3 separate regions of the Mus musculus genome follow, and all the other regions are linked to region 2. A link is a contact called in public HiChIP or PLAC-seq data. All regions are on one chromosome and are shown on one strand. The core of a region is the stretch at or near the end of the contact, and the rest is flanking DNA. Distances in the headings are between cores, read along the strand shown.

The links. HiChIP or PLAC-seq counts read pairs in DNA pulled down with a chosen protein or histone mark.
Region 1: a contact with region 2 is called in an H3K27ac HiChIP or PLAC-seq map of embryonic stem cells, with 14 read pairs. The contact joins two enhancer-like sites. A contact is called at or near these places in 7 of 39 promoter capture datasets (the C10 cell line, embryonic stem cells, epiblast stem cells and 1 more), 1 of 15 datasets of contacts at CTCF or cohesin (the NIH/3T3 cell line), 25 of 484 Hi-C or Micro-C datasets (bone marrow-derived macrophages, embryonic stem cells, erythroblasts and 4 more), 25 of 115 datasets of contacts at active chromatin or transcription factors (CD8 T cells, bone marrow-derived dendritic cells, bone marrow-derived macrophages and 7 more) and 4 of 9 other capture datasets (adipose tissue, embryonic stem cells, liver and 1 more).
Region 3: a contact with region 2 is called in an H3K27ac HiChIP or PLAC-seq map of embryonic stem cells, with 6 times the contacts expected there. The contact joins two enhancer-like sites. A contact is called at or near these places in 1 of 39 promoter capture datasets (embryonic stem cells), 1 of 15 datasets of contacts at CTCF or cohesin (embryonic stem cells), 30 of 484 Hi-C or Micro-C datasets (the HL-1 cell line, bone marrow-derived macrophages, embryonic stem cells and 6 more), 18 of 115 datasets of contacts at active chromatin or transcription factors (CD8 T cells, bone marrow-derived macrophages, embryonic stem cells and 5 more) and 4 of 9 other capture datasets (adipose tissue, bone marrow-derived macrophages, embryonic stem cells and 1 more).

What each region holds. Positions count from the first base shown.
Region 1 is chr5:53,540,965-53,545,681 of GRCm38.p6, forward strand. No RefSeq gene overlaps it. Among named protein-coding and RNA genes, the nearest start is that of Gm40304, 3.8 kb to the right of the region's middle. Within about 2 kb of position 1,352, at least 85 of the 459 cell types and tissues checked have an H3K27ac peak or open chromatin away from gene starts, as enhancers often do. A contact at or near this core is called in adipose tissue and embryonic stem cells, where this site is marked.
Region 2 is chr5:53,466,260-53,470,725 of GRCm38.p6, forward strand. No RefSeq gene overlaps it. Among named protein-coding and RNA genes, the nearest start is that of Gm40304, 79 kb to the right of the region's middle. Within about 2 kb of position 1,517, at least 21 of the 459 cell types and tissues checked have an H3K27ac peak or open chromatin away from gene starts, as enhancers often do. A contact at or near this core is called in adipose tissue and embryonic stem cells, where this site is marked.
Region 3 is chr5:53,352,517-53,357,112 of GRCm38.p6, forward strand. No RefSeq gene overlaps it. Among named protein-coding and RNA genes, the nearest start is that of Gm40303, 88 kb to the left of the region's middle. Within about 2 kb of position 2,740, at least 46 of the 459 cell types and tissues checked have an H3K27ac peak or open chromatin away from gene starts, as enhancers often do. A contact at or near this core is called in adipose tissue and embryonic stem cells, where this site is marked.

The DNA.
Region 1 (4,717 bases), core at 102-2,601, 75 kb after region 2:
CTCTCTCTCTCTCTCTCTCTCTCTCTCCCTCCCTCTCTCCCTCCCTCCCTCCCTTGTGTCATAATGATTATTCAAGGGCAGCTGACCTGCCAGGCTCTTCCTGCCACAAAATCCTCTCGACTACTTAGCATTTCAACATCTGCACAGACCTGGGCATCATAAACTTCACTTGTTCAAATGCTCTCACTGCCTTCTCCTCAAAACGTGTTTCCCAAAATCCTATAGGGCATCTTTAATTTCTCCTTCAAACACACATCAAGTTCTCTTTTCCCAGCTTCTCCTTGTTAGGAATTTCTTGTTCTTGACCTGTCTAGTATTTTTTTTTTTAGAATTATTTATTTATTTTATGTATTATTTTATTTTAATAGAAGTATACTGTAGCTGTCTTCGGACACACCAAAAGAGGGCATCAGATCCCATTAGAGATGGTTTAGAGTCACCAGGTGATTGCTGGGAATTGAACTCAGGACTTCTGGAAGCACAATCAGTGGTTTTACCCACTGAGCCATCTCTCCAGCCCTGCCCTGTCTACTTTTTTTTGATTCCAGTGAAGTGCTATTTATCTTCAGAATTCCCAAGAGAAATTGTTCTGACTTTGTTTCCTCAGATTATGTCAGGTTCCCCGATTTTGTGCTTTTTTTAAAAAAAAAAATCTGTGCTTCACTTTTGTGACATGTATATGTGTGTGTGTGTATTATTTATATAACATATATGTTGATGACAAGCAAAGCTGACGCGACAAACATGTGACATCCAGACCATAGTTGCTCATCTAATAGCCTTGCTAGGGCTTCACTTCTCTGCTAAACCTTCCTCCACAGACACAGGGCCCAGGCTCTTCCCAGACCATTACCCCACTGCAACACAGGCTGAGAAATGTAGTCCAGCTTTCTACCTGAGCCAAGAAACAAGCAGATGTTGCAGGGAAGCAATTTCTGCCTGGCAGAATCAGGGATGGCTGCATTTTCTATTTATTTGTAACACTGTATCCTTAATGTCCCGCCTAAACTCTGCGGACATCTGTGGTTTTAGTCACAGTCTGGTCTCAGTAAGGTTCAATGCATCGGTGTTTAGTTCATCAATGATACAGTTGTGCTGTGCTTGAGAGTGGGGACAGAAGGCAGAGTGGTCTTCCTACTTCTCAAATGCAGCTTTCTCAAATGCCAGTGTTCCTGGCTTTGGGGTAGCCTGTCCTGAGGCCATCAAGAGATGCATGCATAGATGCATGACATTCAGGAGAGTGAGCAGAGGGCACTGAGTTCAAGGTCAGGTATCCCCGGAGGCATCTGCTGAGGAAACTGATGGATTGTGATTCTCAGGTCAGATTCTACCAAGGAATTTCAAGGGCATTTCTTAGATTCCTCAGATTCCTTCTGTAATCTGAGTCTCTCAGTCAGCTCTTGCAGAAGTCCTGTGGCCTTAAGCTTGATGCTTTCTGATAACATAGATAGCAATTATCTCTACTTTCAGAAGCTCCAGGGAGAGCTGAAAATGGGGTATGCTTTCTTCCCAGGCTTCAGTAGGATTCAATGGAGCTTTAGATCAACCTAGTGAGTCTGTCTGTCCGTCTGTCTGTCTGTCTCAGTAGCCTGACTAACAAACTCCTAGGATCTGCCTTGTGGGGTCTGTCAGAATAATCCCTATGTTCTTTCAAATGCCTTTAATGCAAAGAATTTAACATACATTGTATAGAAGTATCAGTACTCTAACATTACCTAGCTGTTGGGTCTTAAATAGCTAACTGAGGTGCATAATAACATATGGAAACAGATCCAATCTGCCAGTCTCCTTCAGTATCACCAGACCTATTGCAGAGATAAGCCAGCTGGTGTACCCTGACCCCTACCCTAAACTCTCCGCCCCAGGGACTAGACAGGTTTTCCCTTACCCAGCCTCCTTGATTTCTATGTAAGTCAGCCATTTTGGCTATGCTGGTTTCTTGGCCTCTTTGCCTCTGGATCTGAGTCTCATCTCTCATCCCTCCTTCTCCTCTTTCTCTCTCCTCCGTCCTCCCCCAGCCCTGAACTCCTCCATGGCCCAGTTCACTCTGGACTCTTCCCCACACCTCTGCTTACACTCCCCCTTAAAGCTATAATAAAGACCTCCACCCCCTAGGAACAGTCATGCCTTCCTTTTAGTTCTTCTTTTCATTCACTGAGCAAGAACAAAAAACTTTGAGTGCGTCCTATTCTTGGAGGTAGAGGAATGAACTTCCTGAAGCACGCACGGCATTATGGGGGACCTATGATTTCAAGAGAGGAGTAATAGCTGCTTGCAAAAGTCAAAGTGAAAATGTCTTCCAACCCCATAATAATAAAAACAAACCTCAGAAATGATAAGCTTCTAAACCACCACATCATATTCCAAGAACTTTGGGGGATCTGAATGTGCTAGCACACATACAGAGAGGGATAGGGACAGAAAAACACGTTAGGATCCGGCTTGAACTTCTTTCTTCTCTTATTGTCTGTTCAGTGAGCAAACAGGTCTTGCTCCCTTGCTCCTTTATCCCCCACCCCCCACCCCCATGAATACCATCCTTTCCTGGGGAAGGTTAGGGACCAAAATCATCAGTATTGGAAATTGTTCTGTTTTGCTTCATTTCTGGGCCCTGAGTCATTCTCCCCAACACCAGGACGCCCTCAGGGAAGAGTCAGAGGAAATGATGTCACTCTCTTCGGTCTCTTTTTTGAGCCTTGGGCTTTTTCTTTGGGCCAAAACTTTAACAAATCTGTTTTCTAATTAGCCAGCAATGAGTACAGGGAAATAAAGCATGCGCCCTGTGCTTTTCTTCTCTGTCCAGGCTGCAGAGGTGACTACTCCACAGGAACTCACACATGAGTCTCAACGTCTTATCAAACAGCTAGAAGCCTCTTGTTTGCTACTATTGAGTTGTTTGTTTTTGAAGACAGGCTTTCTTTCATTATAGACTAGCCTCAATTCACCAAGTAGCCAAGGGTGACCTTGAACTCCTGATCCTCCTGCCTCTACATCTCTATAGTGCTGACATTATAGGTGTGTATCTTCCACCATGTCTGGCTTACAAGTCTTTCTTATAATTTTCTTTCTTGGGAGTTAAGAAACCGAAACACCAGAGTGTCTTATCCAGTCTATTTGAGCTGAAAAAAAGGAGCCAGCAGCCAGGTAGGGGGGTGGGACCAGGCAGAGGATGGGACCATGAAGGGATTAGGGCCATGCAAAGAATGTGACCATGAATGTAAGGAACGGGTGGGGCCATGGAGGTAAGTGGATTTAAGTCTTCTGTTTCATCCATTAAATAAAACTCTTCCTATGCAAATAAGTAAAGCAAATCCCTACGTTTGGGAATTGTGCCTGTGGCCGATTTCCCATATTTGCTTGATGACAGTCCTTAGACATTTTAAACATGACCATTTCAGCTCTGCATCAGGTTTTGCTTCCCACCCACCACCCACCCCCATGATATTCAGCTTCTAGAAGTTCATCAGTCCTTGGAAAATTAACTGTGGCCTTGTGGATGAAGGTTGGAAGTAGGGCACTTTGGAAGACCCTTTCCTGGGAGCACCCTGGCCCAGGCAGCTGGTGTGAAGATCCCATACCTCAGTCATGGCGGGGGACAGATGGCATGTGGCTTCCTGCTAGAAAGTCACGGCCTGTCTTGCTCCCTCCTCAACTAGACCTCAGGGAAGTTTCCTTCAGGACAATGACTCTGTCTTAAGCTACATTAATGTAACTGATGCTTACTCTTAGGAGGGACCCAGAGCTTCAGTAGGGAAAGGCATACTTGCCATAGGATAGTCTAAGCATTGCATGGGAAGAGGACCATATTGAATGCTGCCGCTCCGAGGCCTACACAAAGCCTGGGATGGCTATTAAAATCTCCAACCATTTCATACTCTACTTTAGACAACTGACTCAGAAACTTCAGAGTGGGACCTCTGAGATTAAAAATAAATTTCAGACACTAGACTCTGCAAACAATGACCTTGTCCTTTCTGAGCACATGTTATATCCTCTTATCACACCTAGGAAGAATCATTGTGGGATCTTTTATCTAAAACCTGGTATCCTTTGTGAAAGCCAGACTCTTCAATTTGGAAAAGCCTGGGAGAGACTGGAACACACAAATCTAGGTGTCCTCTCATTTACTCTGAATGATCCTGCTGCCGTACAACGTGAAACTGCATGCGTATACATAAATACAGGCACAATGGGCATTTGCCTATGGCTGTGCACACATGTCCACGGCAGATTCCAGGTCCCTGTGCTGCTAGTGCCTGGAATCATTTGCTTTGATCCTTAGGATATTTCCTGACTAAGTCGTCCATAGCCAGTCCTGAGTCTAGGAAGTAGAAGGACCAATAAGGCAGGGATTTCCAGGGCAAAAATAAAAACCAGAACAAACAAACAGAAACAAAACTGAAACCACATGAGAGAAGTTTTTCTTTAAATGTGTGTGTTTACTTATATGTGTGCTTGTATGGTATATGTGTGTATATGCACATGTATGTGCAGTGGCCAGAAGTTGATACTGGGTGTCTTCCTCGGTGAAGCTCCAGCTTATGAGTTCTCACCTTCTGTCAGGATGTGCTGCATGCATGGATGCATGCTCAGGTGTGTAAGTGCAGGCACACATGTGCTCAGAACATAGGTGATGAGGTGAAAACCTTGGGTATTGGTCCTCACCTTCCACTTTGTTGAAGACAGCATCTCATTTTGTTGTTTGTTTGTTTCTTGT
Region 2 (4,466 bases), core at 267-2,766:
TGGTCATGGGGGACCTTGCATATGCCTCAGTTCAAGACTTGTATGTGTGGGGTACTGGGCCTGGAGCCCAGGGCCCCACACATGCTAGGTAAGCATTCTGCTGTGAGCGCCTGCCTGCTCTTGGCTCAATAAATAAATAAATAAATAAATAAATAAATAAATAAATTCTCTTTGGACGCTCCTATCTCAGGATGTGTGGAATAACCATTTCCTTCCTTCGCCATGTAACTCTCTGCCTAGAGTGTTCTATCGTCTCTCCTTCTCTCTGATGAGATCATACTTGACACAGCTGAAGACGAAGCATGGTCTGCAATCGCTATCTGTTCTAGGAGCAAGCTCCTCCTCTGGGCTGCTGAAGCCTCGGCTTCCTTCAGCTCTCCTCACGTTCTGCTTAGCACCGTGCTTCCCTCTATTCAGCCACACTGACAAGTTTCCTGAAACCAAAGGCATCTATGGTCCCTTGGGATAGTTAAAGTTGTAAATGTTTCTTTTGAAATAAGTTTCGTCTCTCGAAATAGATGCTGGGAGATGATGCTGGGGAAGATGGCTATTTGCCTAAAACAGGCCACTTTTTTTATTTTTTTTTTTAAAAAAGCACTGAAGGTTGCTAGGCTAGATCCCAACAGGGACCCAAAAGAGCCAACCTCATATCTGCTCTCCTTCAAATGTAAACTACTTGTGAGAGTATAGTATTCATTTGTTCTTTTGTCCATACGCACATTCCAGCACTTACTATACAATTGCTAAGTACCTACTATATCCTGAGTATTTAGGAAACAAAGCAAGTATTTCCCAAGCCCAAGGGAGTATAGAGGTGTGTGTGTGTGTTAGAGCACTTGAGAATGAGGAGTGGATTAGACAGGCCTAGTGGACAAGAGTGAGCCAGGAGCAATGGATAATGACTGCACACAGAACGACCCTGGCTCTGCAGCCTGCACAGGAGATGGAGCGGGTGACAGGCTTCTCTCCGGATCTTTCTTATCTATTCCAAGGTTGCTACCCTCGCTCCAAATGCCTATGCTTAGCATTAAAGTGGAGACATTTAGGAAAGGTGTGGCGGTGGGGTGTGGGGACTACATTTTAAACAATGGGCCGAAAAGAAAAGTCTAAGAAGCAAAACAATGCCTCACAGGCAGGAAAGTTCAAGGGTGCTTAGCGGGGTAGTGGTGTTATACATCTTTCATGCCAGCACTTGGGAGGCAGAGGCAGGTGGATCTTTATGAGTTTGAAGCTATCCTGGTTTACAGAAAGAAACCAACCCTGTCTTGAAAATGAACAGAAAAGTGCTCAAAAAGTTTGAGCAAGGTGGAATTTAGTGAATGTGATTCCGAAGTTGAATTTTTGTTAGTGACATTTTTCAATAAACAGTAATGCATGGGACCCTGAAGATTCAAGTATTTGGGTTCTTTGTTTTGCGTGATGATGTGTGTTTAAGCAAGTGGCATTCTGAGGAAGAGGCTTGAGCCAGGTCTGGGTGGTGCACACCTTTAATCCTCACACTCTGGAAGCAAAGGCCGGCAGGTTTCTGAATTCAAGAACTATCTGGTCCGCATATCTAGAGCCAGCCAGTGCTGCATAACAAAAGCCTGTGTCTTAGCAGAAACAGAAACAGAAAAACAGATGCGGGATTAAATTTTGCTTTCAGCGCCTGCCTGCCCGCCCGCCCGCCCGCCTGTAGGGTCCAGACAAATCCTTAATGGTTCTTTTCTTTGAGCCTCAGTTATTCCCACACTAAACAGAACAGGACACTCTCCACTGGAGCCCAGTTGCTCCGAAGATATGAGACAGTTGTGCAAACCTCAGTAGTAAGGTAAATACGTAAATACAAAGGTCCTGCTCATGGGTCCTGCCTCTTCCTCTTGGCGACGGCATGATATATTTTTAAAGGTTTTTAGGCTCAAAATCCTGAATTGCCTCATAGGTAGCAATGAACATACTGCTTGCCCCTTCCTAAATTTATTTTGATGTTCACTTACAATGGTTTTTAAATGAAAACGCCATATACAAACCAATCGCGAAGCCTTTGAGAATTAACTGCGTAGGATAAAGAGCACTCTTTGCTCTAGACAGTGAGTATACACAGGAGGCTGTAACTAGACCGGGGTGGGATGCTTAGTAACTAAGACTGAAAGGCAGCAAGGGTCTGGAACCCAGATCTCAAGGCTCCTCCTACCCTCTGCATTCATGATCCCATGCGCAAAACTTTCAAACATGGATGGAACCAAACATCTTGCCAGGTGGCGGCTTGTGATATATACAAACAGCCCCTGCCTTACACAGGGAAATGACAGAGAACCCATACGTGCAAACAGCTGCCACCATCCGCCGACCCCCACTACCCTGCAGCTGTTGTGAGCTGTGTGGAGAGAAAAAAAAAAAAAAAAGGAAAGGAAAGAAAGGGAGGGTGGGGGGAATCTTGGACCACTTGCAGATTCATAAAGTCAAGGCAGAGAAAGAGAGGAAGCTGTGGACACGGGAATTAAAGAAGGGAACGGACTCCCGGGATCCATCTTCAGCCGCGGGTGACTGGGCAGCATCCTTACTTAGCTCTGAAAGTCGCATCCTAGGGCAGACCACTCTCCCTCTCCCATCCACACAACCAGACACTCACATCAGGTCGCATACTGGCTTCACAGCAGTTTGAGAAGAAGGAAGGAAGGAATCGATCATAATTTCAAATCTCTTGAAATGTTACTCTCCTTTATGATATTTAGAAATGTATACTTTGTGGTTTGTACTGAATTAAAAAAAAAAAAAAAGAATCCATAAAGGAAAAGTCCTTCACACTCTGACTGATACAGGGTGTATTACCAGAGTCACAAAAGTATTATACATATTTTTTCTTTATAATGATTCCTATTTTACAGATGAGGCTCAAAGAAGTCACATGACTAGACCTTGTAAATTAGAGGTAGAATCAGGACCCAAATCCAGGTCTGTCTTTAAATCTCACAGCCTTACCAACTATTCTGAAGACTCCTACCCACCTGGCATAGGTGATTGGGTGCAGCTGAAGGGATAGTTGGCAATCATTAACAAAGTAGCAAGAAGCACTCCCAACAGACCGCTTCCCTCCTAAAAGTTAGTAAACTGTGCTCAGCTGTTCTGGGGAAGCAATACTTCTGTGTAGAGAACAGGAAAAATTCCGGACTGCAGATCTATAGTAGAATTTCAGCATGAAGCATGGAGACAGCCATGTTCGCGGGTGGGAGGTGTGGGGGATGGGACACAGAGCAGGGAAATCTGGAAGGAACCAGCACTGAACTCTGTCCCAGGTAAAATTCCATCTAAATTTAACCACACTCCCTGCGTAGGGACTGGAAGAAAAATTTCTGTTGCCCCACCCACTGCTGGCAGCCCATGCCTCCAGATAGCTTATTAGCAGCCTTAGTAGGCTAGGGATGGGTTCCACGCATGTTTGTGAGTTCCAACATGTAGTCATGTGAGAAGCATAACCCTTCCCCTCCAGTCTGCAATGAATTTCATCAGAGAAATAAGCTTCAGGGACCCCACTTGCGGTCCAACACGTATATGTTCTCTGGGCTTCTTTAGGTGGGCACCGTCTTGGCGGTTGGGAATATCAAAATCAAAAAGGTGGAGACCTGCCAGGAAGAGAGGCAGCAATCAGTAGACAGCGTGGTGGGTGAGTGTGGGACACTCAGCAACGCAGCTTGGGAAGCCCTGGCGGTGGACGGGTGGGGACTGGAAAACAGCTTAGAAATGAACTCTGGGACTCCAGCGCTTGACATGTTGGGAACTGCGTTGTGGTAGAAGTCTGGGGAAAGACCAGCTTACCATTCAATACTAAATGAACTCATTTTTCAGCAGAAGATTGTTAGCTTTGTTTTCTTTCCTGGCAAGCAGACTCTCCATCTATACCTGCGGTCGCTTTTGTGTCCTCCCCACCCCCACCCCGGAAGGTTTAGTGAGAGCTGGTTGCAAGGACTCTGAATTCCTAAGGCTGGGGGGTGAGAGTCTGGTTGTCTCTATAGTCTTATCTTACAGCTCTCCTAGGAGGACAGAGAGCTCATGAGTCCAAAGTCTGTAGTCTCGCAGGACATGGGGGAACCTTTCAAATGTAGCCACTGGTATCTGCATAATAAGCCGGGAAGCTCTGGCCTCAGGGAACTCCGGGCAAAAGAGATGTGTGCTGACCTGCAGCTTCCAGGAACACACCGAGGAGTGTTTTCCACGCTTGGGTCACACAAATGCATTGTGTTGTGTCTTCATCTATACAGGGGCATCAGATGCGAGATTTTATAGCTACTGTTGTTAAAATGAGACTTTGGAAAGTAAACTCCTAAGTACACACTAGCCCACTGGGAAACCGGTGCGGGGGTGGGAGGTAGGGGCTGGGGGGGTGGGGGGGTGGGGGGGTAATGTTTTCTTAGGGCAATGAAAGTCCAAGTTTTCATCTCCAACTCAAGGTAAAGACAGCATTTCCTGAGGCCCAAAGTAAAAGCAAA
Region 3 (4,596 bases), core at 1,490-3,989, 110 kb before region 2:
CCCATTAGAACTTTTGGAGTCCTCAGAGCACCGTCCCCACACACCCCAAGATGGAAAGTTTCCATTCAAAAGAAAATGCCACACAACAGAAGGAAAGACCCAGACCCTAGTCTGTCAAGGCTAACTCTAAACTCTGAGAAGAGAATTTAACTGTTTCACTTTAAGCCACCATTAATTAGGGTTTGTGTGACAGTGCAGCTGCCTCTGGTCCTGACTGAGAGATCACCTGGCCAGAAGGTGAACTAAAGGGCCCATTGGTTTTATCTTTAGAACATCAGAGAGCAGTGCTGATCCTCGAGGAGACTGTCAGTCGAATTTTAAGAATAAGAGCAGGCTGGGGATATAGACTGCTTGGGTAAAGTACCTGCTGACAGGGAGAGTAAGAAGTAAGGAGGGTATGGTGACACAGCAGTTGTAATCCCTGCACAGGAGGAGGTGGAGACAGGATCATCAGACCGCAAGGTCACTCAGCCACTTAGCAAGTTGGAGACCAGCCCAGAATACCTGAGATCTGTCTCTAAAAGAACAAAGCATCCCCATGCCAAGCCAAAACAACCGCCCTCACACAAATCACACAAACAGATACCCCAAACAATCAAAGGAGAAGGTCTTAAAAGGAAACACCAGTGGAGGTCGCTTCTCCGACAACTGAAGAAAAGGAGTAGTCTGTAGGCTGGAAAACTACTTAAAGAGCAAGGGCTAAGCATAGTAAAGAGAGGCCAGATCCTGACAGGGAGCAGTAGAGCAGGGCAGGCCTGGCAGCAGGACCTGGGGCCCCACTTGGCTTTGGTGTCTACACAGGTTGAGCAAACTTGACTTCTTTTTTACTTTTCTGTTTCTCTAGGACTGATTGGTTACTTTGTTCTCTATCTCTGTGTCTCCATCTCCGTCTCCCTCCCCCCCCTCCCCCCCCCCCCCCCCCCGTGTGTGTGTGTGTGTGTGTGTGTGTGTGTGTGTGTGTGTGTGTGTGTGTGTGAGAGAGAGAGAGAGAGTTTAAGTGCCATTATACTTCTACTTACATGGGTTCTAAGGACCAGAGTTTAAGCAATAGTCTGATGTCTGCTAGAGAAGCCCAAAATGGGCTGAGTGGTGGAAATGGCTCACAACAGCGTAGCAAGCTGGACACAGCCAATAGTGGTCCAAAAGCGTGAAGGGATATTTTCAGAAATAAACCATTATAAATTTTTTTGTTTCTTTGTTTTTTGTTTGTTCGTTTTTTTTTTTTTGTTGTTTTTTTGGGGGGGTTTGGTTGGGTTTTTTTTTGTTTGTTTGTTTTGTTTTTTTGTTTTTTGTTTTTTGATTTTTGGCTTTTGGTTTTTCTGTATAGCCCTGGCTGTCCTGGAATTCACTTTGTAGACCAGGCTGGCCTTGAACTCAGAAATCCACCTGCCTCTGCCTCCCGAGTGCTAGAATTAAAGGCATGCGCCACCACGCCCGGCTTCCATTATAAGTTTTAAGTTGCTTGCCGTTCGAGTAGTTCTGGGTAGTACATTTAGAATCTCACAGCATCTGAACCACCTCTCGGGCATGAATTGGCCTGGAGGCAGGGTCTGCCCCTCCTGTTAGCTGACTCCATTTTCAGATTGATAGGCGCATTGTCATAGTGCCAAGGTCCCCGCAACTCTCACTTTCCTTGACCTCATCCTCAGAGAACAAGAGCGGATTGTAGTGGGTTGGGCTGTGCCAAGGAGAAGCCACGCAGGGCTTCTTCTAAGTAGAGAGACGGTAGACATTTTGAGAGAGAGCCCACACTCACAAAATGTTTATTAGGTTATATTATTATAATTGTCTTACTTATTATGAGTTGATTTGTTAATTCTTTCTGGGCATAACAATACTTTATTATTATTAATTTTAGAGTCAGGATTTCCGGTACCTCAGGTGGCCTCAAACTCACTGTGCAGCAGAAGATGACCTTGAACTTCTGACCCTCCCACCTCTAGCTCCTGAGCGATTACAAGCATATGTTGGTACACTGGGTCTTAGGCCATGCTGGAGATGAGCCCAGGGCTAGGTGGAGTTTACCAACTGAGCTAGCCCCAGCTATCTCAGCCTACTTTATAAGCCAAAGCTTATTCATGCTAGGCAAGAGCACTGTCTGGAAGCAGGTGTACCTTAGGGCCCAGATGATCTGCAAGTGTGCACCGCTCCCCCCCCCCCTTCCCCCCATAATGTTCAAGGTTCAAGGAACTTTTTGCTCTCAGGCAAGGGGTGCCACGGCACCAAGTGGCCAGAGCTGATAGGCTCTGGAGCATCAGTCCCTGCCTTCCTGAGGCCACAGAGGCACCCTGTGTGCCAAACTCCACTCTTGATGGGAGCTGCCGGTTGGGGACAAAAAGACAGATTAAATGAAGACCCAAGGAATATGAACCAAAAGAAGGAAGACAAGTTTAATAGATTCCACTCCTCCCCCCCCCCATCTCCGGCACCCCACTAATATTGATCAAGTCAGCAAGTGCAATATCCTGTCTCTGCTCTTTGCTTTTACTCTCAGGAGATAGAGTCTCACTAAGTTGTTAAGACCATCCTCGACCTCCAAATCCTCCTGTCTAGGCTGGGCTTACAGGCCTGCTCCACAGCCACCAGCCTGGCTGACCTGGGTGATTTTAATGGGAATGATCTCAATGAAAAAGTTTACCCCCATGGTGAGTGCAGACAGAGGCTTTGGAACAGGCTGGGCGGCTCGGGAATGAGGAGCAGCTGCCAGCATCTCCCAGGAGGGGGCAGCAACGCCACATGCAAACAGGACCATGACTTCTCTAGGAGGGAGGGTCCCAGAAGAGGAGGGTGGAGCTGGGGAAGTCCTGTCTGTGGCCTCAGCACCTCTCACTCGACCTGCTAGCATCCTTTCTCACCGGCCAGAGTGTATCCCTCCGGAGGACTGCAGGAATTCAGTTTATTACTGTCCCTATGGTCCCCAAAGCTCCAGGGAAGTTGGCTGGGTTGATAGAGGCACAAAGGATCCATGGGAGTCTTTTGCTTGGTTAATCTGGCCTCTTCTGAGCAGTTAAATGCTGAGCAGGTGGTTAAACCTTGGTTGTTTGAGAACCTCCCCCGCCCCCCCCCCCCAACAAAGGGTCCTTCTCCTCTGGAAGCCACCATGCAGTGGGTTATTTGATTTCAGGATGGGCGTGAACTGAGTTCCGAGGAGAAGGAGGAGGAGAAGGAGGAGGAGGAGGAGGAGGAGGAGGAGGAGGAGGAAGAGGAGGAGGAGGAGGAGGAGAAGGAGAAGAAGAAGAAGAAGAAGAAGAAGAAGAAGAAGAAGAAGAAGAAGAAGAAGAAGAAGAAGAAGAAGAAGAAGAAGAAAAGAGCCACACCTATGTTAAAGAGTCCACTGGGCTGATGAACTGATTAAAATGTAACGATTACGAAGAGTTGGAATGCTGTCGATCCAGGCTCCTCTTTGGTTATCTTTGGTCTGCTTAATAGCCTCTTATCATTCCTATCTTTAGTAACATCCTTCCTGTGATCAGGTAAATCCTGCTGGAATACAGGAACCAGAGCTTAACCTTCACCCACCTCCAAACCAAGAATGCTACCAGACAGTGCCTGAGTCCCTAATCCTGTCCTTAGCTATAAAGTTCTCCAAACTGTCTCCACCTTGGGATGCATTATTCTGGGACAAGGGGAACCTGTGTTCCCAGTCCATGGTCACTCGTATTTGAATCATATAAGAATCAATTATCTTCTTCCCTTTGGAGTGGGAGGAACATTTCGTATAGACAGCTGACTCCATTTTCAGATTGATAGGCGCATTGTCATAGTGCCAAGGTCCTCGCAACTCTCACTTTCCTTGACCTCATCCTCAGAGAACAAGAGCGGATTGTAGTGGGTTGGGCTGTGCCAAGGAGAAGCCACGCAGGGCTTCTTCTAAGTAGAGAGACGGTAGACATTTTGAGAGAGAGCCCACACTCACAAAATGTTTATTAGGTTATATTATTATAATTGTCTTACTTTATTATGAGTTGATTTGTTAATTCTTTCTGGGCATAAACAATACTTTATTATTATTATTATTAATTTTAGTGTAAGGTGTGTGTGTGTGTGTGCCTGTGGTGTTTGTATGGTGTGTGTATGTGTGTGTATGTGTATGGTGTTTGTGTGAGGTGTGTGTGAGGTGTGTGTGTGTGTGTGTGTGTGTGTGTGTGTGTGTGTTGGGTAGGGTAATTTGGCTACAGAGGAAGATGGAATAGAGCACTGAGCTCTAGATGAGCATGAAGCAGTCCTGTGAGGGGATCTTGAACATGTGCTTAGTTGAAGGAAGAACGAGGAGTCTGTTGGTCCACCCCGTGAGCATTTCCTTAGGGCCTACTGGGCACGTTTCTTCCTCCCTGTGAGAGGCCAAAGTCCCTTAGAAGGAGACACTCCATCATTCTGAAGTGGAAAGACTGGGTCGGAGAATGTGTAGGCCGCAGAGGGAGAGGATGAGTGGTGAGGACAGGTCTCACTGGTGTGAGATGAGAAAGGCCTTCCTGAGATGGGAGAGCTAGTGGGGGCATGGCTGCTATTTCTGTGTTGCACGGGTTACAAATCTCTTCTTGGCCTGGAAGCCTTCAAGTCGGGGAGATGTCTCATGAGCCAGCCGTCCTCTCTTGG